Linked DNA regions of Mus musculus: all the other regions are linked to region 1. The links are chromatin contacts, called in public HiChIP or PLAC-seq and promoter capture Hi-C maps. All regions are on one chromosome and are shown on one strand. The core of a region is the stretch at or near the end of the contact, and the rest is flanking DNA. Distances in the headings are between cores, read along the strand shown. Region 1 holds the start of Aig1 (androgen-induced 1). Region 2 holds the start of B230208H11Rik (RIKEN cDNA B230208H11 gene). Region 3 holds the start of 1700016L04Rik (RIKEN cDNA 1700016L04 gene). Region 4 overlaps Plagl1 (pleiomorphic adenoma gene-like 1). Region 5 holds the start of Ltv1 (LTV1 ribosome biogenesis factor).

Evidence for each region. Promoter capture Hi-C pulls out the DNA fragments that hold promoters and counts their contacts. HiChIP or PLAC-seq counts read pairs in DNA pulled down with a chosen protein or histone mark. Capture Hi-C pulls out chosen DNA fragments and counts their contacts.
Region 2: a contact with region 1 is called in a promoter capture Hi-C map of adipose tissue, with 2.5 times the contacts expected there. The contact joins the promoter of B230208H11Rik here to the promoter of Aig1 in region 1. A contact is called at or near these places in 3 of 39 promoter capture datasets (liver and pre-B cells) and 1 of 9 other capture datasets (adipose tissue).
Region 3: a contact with region 1 is called in a promoter capture Hi-C map of hippocampal neurons, with 4 times the contacts expected there. The contact joins the promoter of 1700016L04Rik here to the promoter of Aig1 in region 1. A contact is called at or near these places in 1 of 39 promoter capture datasets (hippocampal neurons) and 2 of 115 datasets of contacts at active chromatin or transcription factors (astrocytes and pancreatic cancer cells).
Region 4: a promoter capture Hi-C map of stem cell-derived epiblast-like cells shows a contact between it and region 1, with 2.2 times the contacts expected there. The contact joins the enhancer-like site here to the promoter of Aig1 in region 1. A contact is called at or near these places in 2 of 39 promoter capture datasets (pre-B cells and stem cell-derived epiblast-like cells), 2 of 115 datasets of contacts at active chromatin or transcription factors (astrocytes and embryonic stem cells) and 1 of 9 other capture datasets (liver).
Region 5: a contact with region 1 is called in a FOXA1 HiChIP or PLAC-seq map of pancreatic cancer cells. The contact joins the promoter of Ltv1 here to the promoter of Aig1 in region 1. A contact is called at or near these places in 1 of 39 promoter capture datasets (hematopoietic stem and progenitor cells), 1 of 484 Hi-C or Micro-C datasets (CD4 T cells), 1 of 115 datasets of contacts at active chromatin or transcription factors (pancreatic cancer cells) and 1 of 9 other capture datasets (adipose tissue).

Annotation. Positions count from the first base shown.
Region 1 is chr10:13,867,676-13,870,273 of GRCm38.p6, forward strand. Aig1 (androgen-induced 1) reads right to left here and starts at 1,282. Exons shown (of 6, transcript NM_001347362.1): 1 at 943-1,282. The coding sequence starts at 1,083.
Region 2 is chr10:12,921,832-12,924,429 of GRCm38.p6, forward strand. It overlaps B230208H11Rik (RIKEN cDNA B230208H11 gene), which reads right to left and starts at 1,296. Exons shown (of 3, transcript NR_038028.1): 1 at 743-1,296. It overlaps n-TLtaa3 (a tRNA gene), which reads right to left and starts at 822; the gene lies at 740-822.
Region 3 is chr10:14,704,294-14,706,891 of GRCm38.p6, forward strand. 1700016L04Rik (RIKEN cDNA 1700016L04 gene) reads left to right here and starts at 1,316. Exons shown (of 6, transcript NR_045824.1): 1 at 1,316-1,380. It overlaps Vta1 (vesicle (multivesicular body) trafficking 1), which reads right to left and starts at 1,196. Exons shown (of 8, transcript NM_025418.3): 1 at 1,057-1,196. The coding sequence starts at 1,168.
Region 4 is chr10:13,106,840-13,109,437 of GRCm38.p6, forward strand. The region is part of intron 2 of Plagl1 (pleiomorphic adenoma gene-like 1); the gene reads left to right. Among named protein-coding and RNA genes, the nearest start is that of Hymai, 17 kb to the left of the region's middle. Within about 2 kb of position 1,317, at least 58 of the 459 cell types and tissues checked have an H3K27ac peak or open chromatin away from gene starts, as enhancers often do. A contact at or near this core is called in embryonic stem cells and stem cell-derived epiblast-like cells, where this site is marked.
Region 5 is chr10:13,191,857-13,194,454 of GRCm38.p6, forward strand. It overlaps Ltv1 (LTV1 ribosome biogenesis factor), which reads right to left and starts at 1,281. Exons shown (of 11, transcript NM_181470.4): 1 at 1,172-1,281; 2 at 252-383. The coding sequence starts at 1,174.

The sequences.
Region 1 (2,598 bases), core at 32-2,531:
TTTGTCAAAGTGGAGGGTCAAGAAAATTTGTGCCAACCTTGTGATTGCACCAAGCTTATGCATAACCTCAGAGTCTTTGCGTTCCAGGAGTTGATTGTATGTTTTTCTCCGTGATCTTTTAATTGCTTGTGTTTCCATACACGACCCTTGTTTGATAACCTTTGAATGTATTTATGACTTAGTCTTGGTGACTTTTCAAAGCTCTACACCTACCCCAAGTCATTACAAGGCATTGTGCCCTCTGATTATCTACAGGAGTGCTTTCGGTACCCAAGGTATAAAAACTTAAAAATAATTATCGTTGTCTGCTCCTCTTTAAAATTATCACGTGTCAACAGAACAGATGATTACACAAACTGCAGGCTTTCAATGTGAACGACTAGAAGTTCAGTAGTTGCCAGGTGGAGCCTCACCGTGAACTGCTCTCTCAGTGTTTCTAGAAAGAGTTTTAAACAAATTGTTGACAGTGGGCAGAAAAACATGTGCAAGGGTTTTTTCCTATGGGGCGATTTCCCTCCTCCGGAAGGAGGTGTGTTTGTGTGTTTCTAAGCCATGCTCCATGGAACCAGACAATACTCATGTCTCCTTTGGGTGCTGCAAGTTTACCTTTGCATGTGGTTCTGGAAAACACTTCGGTGGAGAATTAATCTGAGGGCACTCATGATCGGGGCCAACAGATGCTTTTGGTGGCACAATCCTATTCCCTGGTCACTTCTTAGAAGCAGGCCTGTGCCCGTTTGGCTGTACTCCCATGTTTTCCTCCTCTACCTACCAGGTAAAGGTGAGAAGGGCATCCAGGCCTTCAGTGGAGCCCAGCGTGGCTGTTGGTGGCCAGCACGCGTTGGTGCTCCCGTGACACACACACAGGCACAAACACGCACACACGCACAAACACGCACAAACACGCACGCACGCACACGGGGGTGCAGCCCACGGCCTTACCAGATCAATGAAGGTCAGGAACTTCCAGCTGCCTCCGTAGGTCTGATGCGAGGGCATTTCGATGGCCTTGTAGTTGCACAGGATGGAGCAATAGGATAGCAGGATTGCTACCCGCAGCACCTGGCAGGGGACAAGCGCCATGTTCGCGCGGCCTGGCCCCGCCGGGCTGCTCGTGGGGAGGGCAGGCGAGCTGCTCCGCGGTGCCGGGCGCCGTGGGAACCGGGGCGCGGCGCGGCGAGGGGCGGAGCGCAGGAGGCGGGGCGCGTCCCCGGGGACAGTGGCGGCGCCGAGCGCACCGGAGACCTGCGCGGGCGGGGCGGCAGTGCAGCCTACGCGAGCTGGCGGCCTGGTGTCATCTCTGGCGTCATCTGCGTCATTCTGCAGCGGCGTTCGTCGTACCGGCCGGGCGCCCCCTAGGCGGTCCGCGAGGTCCACCCCCCCCCCCCCCCCCCGGCCTCCAAGGTGGGAGCGCCTTTCGGGCAACCACGGTTCCAGACGGGAAGGACCTGACCGAACCGGTCCGGACCCGGCATCCCCGGGCAGCTGGTGCTGGCTGCCATGGCACCAGATGGGGTCAGAACGTGTAAAGCCACACACAGTCCCCCTCCAGTGACACCCATTACTTAGGATTCAGTTGAGGGTTTAATGTTAATGAGCATTTATGACTGTGAAGCCCCTTATAAATTTCACAAGGCTTTAATAATTTATCAGTATGCACGAGCTTTGAACAAATTCTTTTTTAAACTTTTTATTACGTCTTGTGGGTATATGCATGTACCACAGGACAAACGTGGAGGCCAGAGGACAGCTCAGGTGTGAGTCCCCTCCATCGAACTCAGGTCATGAGGCTTGATGGCAAGCTACTTTAGCAATTACTGACCAGGGCAAGTTTTATAAATAGAAATCTGTGCTGATTGCCATGACTGCTACGAGACAGCATTCCATTTGAAAGTCAAACCACCCGGAGGATGTAAACCTCACCCACGCATGTGTGATTTAATACAAATCTTTCGGAGTTAAAATTCCTTTTGCACTTCGACATTTCCCAACCCACCTCCCTTATACTACCGCACCAGAGCTGAATGGGAGGAAAGTAAATATAAACTGGATTCCCTCAGCCTTCCAGTAAATGTTGTCACAGGGAAGTTGCAACAGTCTGTGGGCAGAGTAGGGTTTTTGTTTTCTTTTAAATCATGATCATGTTTCAACCAACCAGATAAAGGGTCCGGTTATGAGAAGACCACATGAGTATTTCCTGTGGATCCATTCAAAACAGGTGTCCCATTCAAATAGTCTCTGAGTCAGAGGGTGTGGTGGGAAGGTCTAGGGGAAAGCATAGTCTCAGAGGTAAAGAGAAGCAAACAAATCCGACTCGTAGTTTTTTCCACTCCACTAGGGAAGAGAGCCACTAGGTCTTTTTAATTGACATAATTATGCTGAAAGAAACTGAAATCACAAGATGATATTACTAGCATAAAGCATTCTTCACTCAGAATTTATGAGTTCATACTCATGTTTAAACAGGATCTATTTGCGTGTGTGTGTGTGTGTGTGTGTGTGTGTGTGTGTGTGTGTGTGTCCTTAATGAATGTTCATATAATTACAAGAAAAAATGAATTTACTGAAGCCCTCTCACTTGGGCCTAATGAAGTTTTA
Region 2 (2,598 bases), core at 46-2,545, 950 kb before region 1:
AGTTCCTTGAGCCACGCCTACAAAATGTGTTTAAGATCTTGGACTGCTTTGATAAAAAACACTTTTGGAGAGAATAGGGTGGCACACGCCTTTAATCCCAGCACTTGGGAGGTAGAGGCAGGAGGATTTCTGAGAGTTCGAGGCCAGCCTGGCCTACAAAGTGAGTTCCAGGACAGCCAGGGCTACACGGAGAAACCCTGTCTCGAGAAACCAAAAACCAAACCAAACCAAACCAAACCAAAACAAAAAAACCCAAAGAAAATAGGAGAAGATAAAAATCGAAAATATTTCAAATTCTGGGTCTTCATGGTCAAATGGTACATTTTTGAAAGACTGCATGTGAACACGTTAAACTTTGAGGGGGGGGGAAATGAAAAGAAAGGAAAGAAAGAAAACAAAGGGAAAGGAAGAAAAAAGAAGGGGGTGGGGAGCGGACAGAGGAAAGGCAAAAGCGGACTTGTTTTTTTTTTTTTTTTTTTTTTCTTTTTTCTTCTGTGCAAAAGTACTTTTGCAAAAAGTTAGCCAATACCAGACCTCTCCGGGGAGCCTCTTCCCGCCTGGCTCAGGTCGGTTCCTGGAGACACGGTCGCTTCACTGCGGGAAATTGGGCTGCCTTGTAGCAGCGCCCTATTAAGGATTAAAGAACATTTCTTTCAACTGAAATAAGACTTCTAAATTTCCAAAAGCTCTGGACCTAAAAACAACTGACAGACCGCGGCAAGGAACAAAACAGCAACTTTACCAGGAGTGGGGTTCGAACCCACGCAGACATATGTCCATTGGATCTTAAGTCCAACGCCTTAACCACTCGGCCATCCTGGTGCAGGCGTGCTCTCTTCTCTTTGCTGTTCCTACAAAGCTCACAATACCGTCCTCATTTTCCCCAGTTACTCGAGGATGCTTCTGCGCAGGCTGCGCGGCGCTTTCCCGACCCGGCTACAGAGACTCGGAGACTGCCGCCGGGGTTTCGCGCCGCCGCCGCCGCCGCCGCTCACTGTCGCCCCGAGATCTCGGCGGCAGCGAAGGAACTGCAGGAGCAGAGAGCGGGACAGAGCTCTGGGCCGGCGGGCGCCGGCTCTCCTTGCTCACTGTAGGTGCGCGGGCGCGACAAACAAACTCCACAGCTAACTTCTGGGCTCCGGAGCGGAGGTGGGAGGGGTCCCTCGGGCGGTGTAGGCACGGGTCCGCAGGGCAACCATCAGTGTGTTTCTTCTAAATCGAATAGGTTCCCGGGGCCCGGCACCTGTGCGCGCGCGGCTTTCCTTCCTCGCCAGTGTTACCACATGCCGGAAGGAGGTTCCGGAGAAAGAGGAGGTTCCGGAGAAAGCTGTGTGGTCAGGGCAGTGTGGCCCAATCCCCCACCCCCTCCCTGGTTGTGTAGACACTGTCCCCTTTGCTCTGCTTCAAATGCAGGGTCAAGACCTCCTGGATTCCTGCCACCCCTACAGCTCCCCTAGAGGGCAAACTCTTGTTTTAACTTGTCTCCTGTTTTAGCTCCCCTTTTGTTGTTGGGACAAAACACCCACAACAAAAAGCAATTTAGGGTACAGCGGTTTATTTGCATTACTTCGGCTGTTCCTCAAAACCTTGGCTCTACCCCAGGGTTCAGGCTAGGTGTTTCTGCAGCTGCAGGCAGGGAGCTGGTGGCTGAGCCTTGCTCTGGCTGTCCCACCTTGTCCCTCTCCCCTAACCCACCCCCATGTTTGGTTTATACAGGTCTGGTGGCTTCAGTCTTTGACTGTAAACCTAGGATGCACTGTTTCACAAAGTGCCCCACTGTTTCAGACCTCCCAGTGGCTCCCTCAAACATTTTCTCAGTTTCACTGTAATGATCCAACTGCTCTACCATCTCTCACAGCTCTGTGACCCCCAGGGAACACCCAGCTTTTGGTTCTCTTGAGTCCTGGTTAAGTCTGACCGGACTCCTTACGAAGGAACTCTACTCTAGCATCCAGACAGCTCCTGTCTATCTCCCAATGGCGGGAACTCCACTGACCTTTGCCTGACCATGTTCCTCAATAGTACCTTTAGGGCATCCAGGGTAAGCACTCAGAGAAGTACACCAGAGAGCCTAGGTCCTCAGGCCTTGTTCTCTGTGCGGACACTGTGCTAGAGTCTGGAGGCAGCCTGTGGAATGTAACATGGGGTCAGTAACATGGGGTGATTACCTCACCAGGTGATCAGAGAGAGGCCTGAAGCTGCACGCAATGGGTGTTAAATGCAAATGAGAACATGAGAACATGTGCACTCTATAACCCAAGCATTGCTCTAAGCTCCCTACACACAGTTTTGTCTAGCTTGATTTTTTTTTTTTTTTTTTTTTGAGATAGGGTCTCACTATGTAGCTCTGGCTGTCCTGGAACTCTCTATATAGACCAGGCTGTCCTTAAACTCACAGAGACCTGTCTGTCTCTGCCTCCTAAATGTCAGGGTTAAAGGCTTAGAGTGAGTACCACTCTTCAGGGGCTCGGTTAATTTTCTTAATAACTGTAATGTAGGCGTTCCTATCCTCATTTTGAATGAGGCCATAGAGATCTCTTGCAGACTTGCTCAACTAAAGGAAGCCCCCTGCCTGCACTGCTGCTGTTGCCCGGGGCT
Region 3 (2,598 bases), core at 66-2,565, 840 kb after region 1:
CCCGTTCCTGAAATTATAAAATGCGTACTGTTCAAACGCCCCTCCTCTCAGTAGTCCTAGGACCACAGGAGCTGGGTTTTAGTTTTTTTTTCCCAGTACTTAGGAATGCTCGTCAATAGGTAAAAAGGCTCAATAATTAGGATATGTTTGAAGATCATCAAAAGAACAAGAATGGTGGGAACAATACTGGTATGATTTTTATAAAAATGAAGTATAGCCACCGAGTGGCTTGCAGAAGAGGTGGGAATTCAGATCATAAATCAAGTGGAGAATGGCAATTATTGGTGGTGGTAGGGGGACATCCATGCACATTTGAGAAATGAGGTACATACATGTCCACAAGGGAAGGCTTGACTTGGTCCAGATTTTTGCTAACAATGTCCACAACAGAGGACACATCATTTCTGTATTCTGAAAGTTCTTTAGAAACTCAGAGTACAGTCATTTCTTGCAACAAAGATAGGAGTATAATATTCAAATCATAGTTTACATAAAACTACTAGTCCTATCCACTTCACCAACTCTGCATGTCTGAACGGAGTTCAAACTGTGTCCTCTTCAGTAGTATATACATCTCAAACTAGGAATATTGGCATTAAACTTCTTAACTTTCAGGATAGCTAAAGGATGACTCCAAATTCTTACTGGTGGTAATGAGGAGTACGGAAAACAAGTCAAGAACAGTCAAATTCAAATTTTCAGTAGTAGCCACTGTCCACTGAACCGTCTGAGTTTCGGAAGGGACCTGAAAGCTCTCGTGATTAATGCACAGCTTTCGTTATGTTTTCTGTTAGTCTCCCTTCCCACCCATCTCTGGGAAACCTATGACTATCGAGGTTCTCATTCCCAGAAGAAAGAACAGCCGGGAGGCGTGTCCGAGGCTCTAAGCTGGAGAGACGGGGGTCCGGGTGTGGAGGGAGTCTAGTACTTGGGGTCCTCCTGGCCGAGCCAGAGGTCAAGGCTCAGGTCTGAAGCCAGGGGGCGGGGCGGGCCTCAAGAGCGGAGGGAGGCGCGGGGCGCAACCGGGCGGGAGAACGGGGACTCGGAGGGACTCACAGTAGTAGGCCACCACGGGGTCCCGCTTGTCATGCTCCTGCGCCGTTCTCAAATGGTGCTGTATGCTCTTAAACTGCGCGGGCAGCGGCGGCAGAGGGGCCAGCGCGGCCATCTCCACTCCCGGAAGCGCTACTTCCTACTCGCCGGTCACAGATACTTCCGCTTCCGCCTCCGAGCGGGCAATTCTCACCCACGCATCCGTTGCTGAGACGCTTGTCCGCGACGGGTGCCCGAAGGAGACAAACTTACTGCCTGGTTTAAGGCAGTTATTATTTGGAGAATGAGAGTCTCCTGTGTCGCACACGGCTCCAGCGCTCTCTGCTGGTAAGCGGAGATAGAGGTTTTAAATTTAACTTTTGTTTTTGTTTGTTTGTTTGCATGGAATGAATGAAAGAGAAGAAAGGGGAAAATAACGTAAAGGACTTTAACTGCGAGAAAGGAAAACTTCCCCTCCCCTCTCTTTATCTCATGCGTGTGTGTTTTGTTGGGAATATTCTGGCAAGCGTATATACTACTAAGCTACCTTCTCAGCTTTCAAATTTTCCTTCCCTTCCCTCCCTCCCTCCCTCCCTCCCTCCCTCCCTCCCTCCCTCCCTCCCTCCCTCCCTCCCTCCCTCACTCTCTCCCTTGTCTTTATTTTTATGAGACTGGGTCTCACTAAATTGCCAAACTAAGCTTTGGACTTGAAATCCTTTACCCAGGGCTTCCCAGTTAGTAGAGATTACAGACATATGCATATAGATGGGCCACAGTGGGTTTTTTTTTTTTTTTGGTGGGGGGGGGGGAGGGTGGGGTGGAGTGGGGGGTGGAGGTGTCATTAGTTTTAACAGAGAAAATGATCACAAAATAAAAATTTATACATTCACACACACAGAAGTACACGTTATAGCCTTTCTAGAAACTGTAAAGAGATACTGAAAACATGTACTTAAAGGAGATTGGAACTGGAAACAACCATTGCTTTTAGTTTAGAAGTTTTAAATTCTTATATGAGAAACACTATGTTTAAATACTAGATTAAAATTTGCATGTCCAAATACTGGACTGAATAGACAGTCCTTTTCAAACTTGAAAGGTAAACACATGCGAACTAATAAGAATTGAATACTTTCTCTGATATGGCTAGTGCTTGTTTTAGTGAACTATGCGAGTTGATTAGTGGAGGAAGATGATGAACATTAGGAAAGTATTAGTCTGTCTTACTACTTGACAAGATAGAGTCCAGGAGAGTCTGCACTTCTGACTTTATAGCACACCCCACCTTTTCTTTATAGCAGTGATATTTATTTATTTATTTATTTATTTATTTATCTATTGCCACCTCTCCATTGCATAGTATCATCCTTAAGGACTTACATTTCATTTGAACTTTCCTGTATTTTTTTTCTTTTTGTTTGGGTTTTATTTGTTTGTTTGTTTTTTGTTTTGTTTTTTTGAGATAGGGTTTCTCTGTATAGCCCTGGCTGTTTTGGAACTCACTTTGTAGACCAGGCTGGCCTCAAACTCAGAAATCTACCTGCCTCTGCCTCTCAAGTGCTGGGA
Region 4 (2,598 bases), core at 67-2,566, 760 kb before region 1:
GCCTAGGGTTGGCCTTGAACTCGTGACCCAACACTGTGAGCGTCTGAGGGCCATGCTGAGATTACCAGCGTGTGCTATCACAATCGCCACTTTGGCCTTTTTAAAGCTCATTCCTGTCTAACCTTGAAAATAAGTGGAAGCCTTTCACAGAGGGCTGTTGACTACTCTCTGTGGTACCTCTGTAGTAGTTAAAGATAGACAAGAATCAGTGAATTCAGGGCTCAGGAAATCTGTGGTGAGCCCTAGGACAGTACTGAAGCTTGGAACTGGGCATGTGGGAAGGGTGTGTTCTGCATCAAGAAGTGGGTTTTCCATACCTTTAGTTCCAATATTGTTTATTTTCTCTTCGGTTTAGGAATTTTGAAAGGTAAGCCATCTCTCCTGTTTACTCAGGATGAGTGACAGACACGAACACATTTCATTACAGGGTTTGGTGAAGGTCGCCTCAAAGGAGCAGTTCTGAATTCAAGGGCAAATTTAGAAACCCTTTTAATTATGTTTGTTTAATAGAGGTAACCCCCCCTTGGGAAAACATATTTTCTTTCAGACTCTGTTGGTTCGCCCTGCCCCTGGCTAGCCCTCTTCACTCCCACAAACGTGCAAACACTCCTTCACACAGAGACCACTATTTAGGACCTGGCTACCCAGCTAGATTCCCCAAGTTAAAGGGGAAAAAAAAGGTAACTGTTTCGCCCCTGTTCCTATTTCTGTTTAGCAAACAGAATTTATACAAACTATACTCTTCTCTGAGCTGTGTGGCCTTCCCTGGGGACGGTGCCTTCGGGAACGTCTAGAAGTTAGAAATTACACTTTTCACTTGAAGTAACCAGGAACTTGTACAGTGTAGGGGCTTTGCTGGAACACAGGAGTGGATTGATAAGGGGCTGGTCGGGGGACCTTCCACCACACCTATACAACTGTTAGGTTGGGAAGAAACTTTCCAGAGAGTTTGGGTTCAGTGGAGAAAAGAAATTTCAGACGGTTAAGTGGATCACCATTCGTAAAGATACCATGGAAGGAGAAAGGGAGAGCGAGAGAGAAGAAGTTTATTTATGGAATGTCAGGGAGCCATTGAGGCCCAGCAGGATCTAGAAACCTAGGACTTTCCTCCAGGCCTCTCTTCTCCCCCTGACCTTGGATGAACTAGTGAGCAGTATATTATGCCAGCCGATTGTATCGTTTTGTCACGGTTAGCATTCTGGACTGTCACTGGAATGTAGGAAACAGATGAATTTGAATTGAACCATGAGGTGGTCTGCCCGGCCCTCTCCTGGTCTCAAGGAGACCTGTCGCAGTTTGTCTGGGCTGGGCCTTAATGAAAGCTTTAGAGGGAGAGAGAGGTGGGCCTTTGATCTCTTTGTTCCTGCTGCACCCTGGGAACTGGCTGAAATCAATGCGCTGTTTTCCTGAAGGAGTGAATGGGTCTGCCTAACTAGCTTTGTAAAGCTGTGGGGAATTCACTGCCTCTGTTTATTGACAGCTGAAAGGGAGCGCATGGGGTGGAATGGACCTTCTTGTGAAAACCAGGCACAGGAAAAATTAGACCTCAATTTAACACAGAGGAATTTGGAAATTCACCCCAAAGGAGCCGGGAGTTTCTCATGCTTACATTAGAATGACTCAAGTTTGGGGCTAGTGTGTAATGAACAATGGGGGTTTTGTCCCAACTATGCTATAAGTAGGAATATGGTATGCATAATGAATGACGGCAAGTAGCCGGCCATTCAACGTGCCCTTCTCTTTTTAAAACCCAGACAGAAAGACAAATGCGAACCATGATATAATCAGGTGATCCCCTCCTTTCTTTCCACCAAGAAGAAGCATTAATGGCATGGCTGGCTCCTTCAAAGTTTGTTTTTCATTTGTTTGTTTCAAAACATCTTTGAACTTGAGATCTAAGTTCATGGCGGGGACCCATTCTGTCTTGTGATTATTGCAGGGATACAATGATTACACATCATGGAGTTTTTTTTTTTTTTCTAGTCCCAGAACTGCTGAGAATGTCCGCAGAGTGTGTCGGAAACAAATGCGACAGACAGTGGACGGAGATAGCTCCTGGAGTAACAATAGTTTGTAAATCTTAAAATTAACTACCTTCCTTTTCAGAACATGGTAAAGTAGGAGCTCTGGTTTATGGCAAGGAAATACCCCACCCTTTCTTAGCTCTCTTCCCTCACTGGCCTGATGCTTGATTTCCCAGAAAGAATTTATGGCTCCCTCCTTTGGCCCCAGCCCTTTGTGCATACCTCAACCACAGCACTTAACACGTCCCCCAGAGCTCTTTGTTTAGGTGTATTCTTTTAGCTAGAGGTAAAGCAGCTGTGTCCTATTCATTTTTATATCTTCAAGCCCAGCAAAGTTCTTGGCTCAGTAAATGTGGCTGGATGAATGGGGATTGATGGCTCTCTGTACATCCTATGAATGTAACTACTTAACCAGGCTTCCACTGCAAATGCTACATTTTAGGAAAACCTGATTGGTCTATTGAACCTGATCAATGCTGTTGCTGTTCCTTTATGGCGTATTATCAAACACTTTTTTTTTTTTTTTTTGCCTTCATAAGTTTGCGAGCCTCCATCAGCCCCTCTAGAGGAGGCA
Region 5 (2,598 bases), core at 31-2,530, 680 kb before region 1:
ACTTGACTAATATTCTATAAGATCTCTTTATTTAATAATCTCAAAGATGCTTTAGCCTGTCAATCAAAATAAATACACAACATCAAACATCAGCACAGAAACTGGAAACTGAGTCACAGCTCTTTTTTTTATTTTTTTAAGAGGACCAACTTCTGAGAATGCCCGGCATGCTTAAGTTCCCTGGGTTCCATGTTCAGGACTACAAAACTACCATTCACCTAAAAACGTAGTGGCTCCAGAACAGGACCTACCTTTTGTGTAGGCAAGAGAACCCTCTGGGGTGCAGTTTCATCTGCGGCTAAAGGATCTCGCTGGCTCCGGTGGACCAGGTGAAAAGACACAGCTTTCTTCTTCTCTATAAAGGGCTTTTTCTTTCTGTGAGGCTACAAAATAATCAGGAAAGGTCAATAAAACAGAACCCCCACACAGTGGGCAACGCCACAGCCACAGGTACACTCAGTTAAGCATGTGGAGGGTGAACAGATATTTCAGATTTGTACACCTAAGCCAGACAGGACAGGAGTCCCTGTCTCCTGAAGGATCCATACTTACCTTCGCCAACAAACCCTGGCTAGGCACCTACTCTGAGACACTTGTTCAAAGGTGCTGGGGAATATGTGGGGCAGTGTGAGAAACTCTCCGCTCTTAGCAAGTAAATCAGTAAGAGGGAAAATCAAACAGGATTTTCAAATCAAAAGCAAATGCCTGAAGTCTCTCTTAATGGGTGCTCTGGGAAGGTCCCCGAAAAGTTTTATCAACAAGACAAGGAGCCTGCCACAAGAAAATATAGACAGACACTTCATCTACAAGGTAGTAAATAAGATTAGGGCACAGACAACTAAGGTTCAGATGATTTACTCCTCGATACATTCGTATTTGCTCTTCAGCTCTGGGTCTAACCAGAGTTGCTACCCAGTGGCCCAAGTGAACCCCGGAAGCAGGGGGCGGAGCTTCTGCGTCACAGGGACGGAGTTACCCAAAGCCTTCAGGACTGGAAACTCCGGGCGTTTGGCGAAAGGGAAACCTTCTTTCTCCTTCCGAAGTGCCCCGGGGGTGACGAAGGTGACTGGTGCCGGGAGAGTGACAGGACTCGGGGCACCAAGCCACGCGGCCAGTGGCCTAAGTCAGCCGCAGGGAGCGGCTCCCTCCCGGAGCACCGCGGTTTTCTCACCATGATGAGGCAGGGACACCCTCTCCGGAACCGCGGCAGCCGAACCGCCGCTCCCCGGTACCTGCCGGCAGCTCCACACGTGGGTCCACAGGGCTAGGGCAGCACGTCACACGATGGCGGGGCAAGGAGCCAATCGCCGGCGAGCCGCTAGGCTGTAGCCGGAAGTTGCGTGAGCCCGCGGTGACAGAACCTTCCCGGGGACTTCCGGGAGGTGGGGCTAGCAGGACCTTCAGTGGGCGGGGCTTTCTGGCTGGAGTTGGTGGCGGCAGGGAGTAGCCTACTTACCTGAGGGCAAGTTTCAGGTTCCAACCTGGGGCTTCAGATATTCCTTACCTGTGCTTAACTCAGAACAAACAAAACAAAAACAATCAAAAACAAACGAAAACAAGACCAAGGCTGTGCAGGTTCATGACAGGAAAGTGGTCACTTCCCTGGCTTCTTCTTCTTCTTTTTTTTTTTTTTTAATATGTTTGTTTGTTTGTTTGGTTGTTTGGTTGTTTGGTTGGTTGGTTGGTTGGTTTTTCGAGACAGGGTTTCTCTGTGTAGCCCTAGGCTGTCCTGGAACTCACTCTGTAGACCAGGCTGGCCTCAAACTCAGAAATCCGCCTGCCTCTGCCTCCCGAGATTAAAGGCGTGCTCCACCACTCCCTGGCCTTCCCTGGCTTCTTGACCTAAGGGGAATCAGTTGCCTAGCAATGTCCAACCAAGGCCTAGCTTCAATAGGCAGAGTCTAACATCTTTAGGGTTTTCGTATTACATCTTTTTGATGAACAACTCCCAACCGTACCTTTAGCACAGTCCATAAGTGTTGGTATTCTGTCTGGACTCCACCCCCACAGATACCTGGCAATTGCCAGGTATTCGCTGCCCCACGGTTACCTGGCAACAGCCAGGTAGACCTGGCCCTATAAAAGGGGCTGCTTGTCTCCCCCTCTCCCATCCTCTCTCATTTGCCTTTCTTTTGCCTCTTGCCCTCTTGCTCCCCATTCCCTCCCCCCCTTGCTCCATGTGTCATGGCCCGCCTCTACTTCACTACTCTCTCCTTCTCTCTGCCTTTCTCTGCCTCGTCTACTTTCTTAACTCCCCTCTCCATGCCCTGAATAAACTCTATACCCCCTTCTCCCAGACCCCGCCAGAACTTATCGTAATAGCTCTTTCTCTTTTTATGATCACAACACTAAGATTATTGGTTTTAGGGGCATTTGATGTAATAAAATAAATTCCGAAGCTCTGATGATTGCATATTTTTTTAAGATGAAAACTAATAAAAACCCAAGGTGGTTTTTTGTTTTTGTTTTTTGAGACAGTGTCTCATGTAGCCCAGCCTTCTGTCCAACTTGAACTACGTATCCTCCTACTTGCATCACGCTAGTGTTGGGCGTATTCGATGTGTGTGATGCTGAAGACTGAAGCCAGCCAGGGCTTCC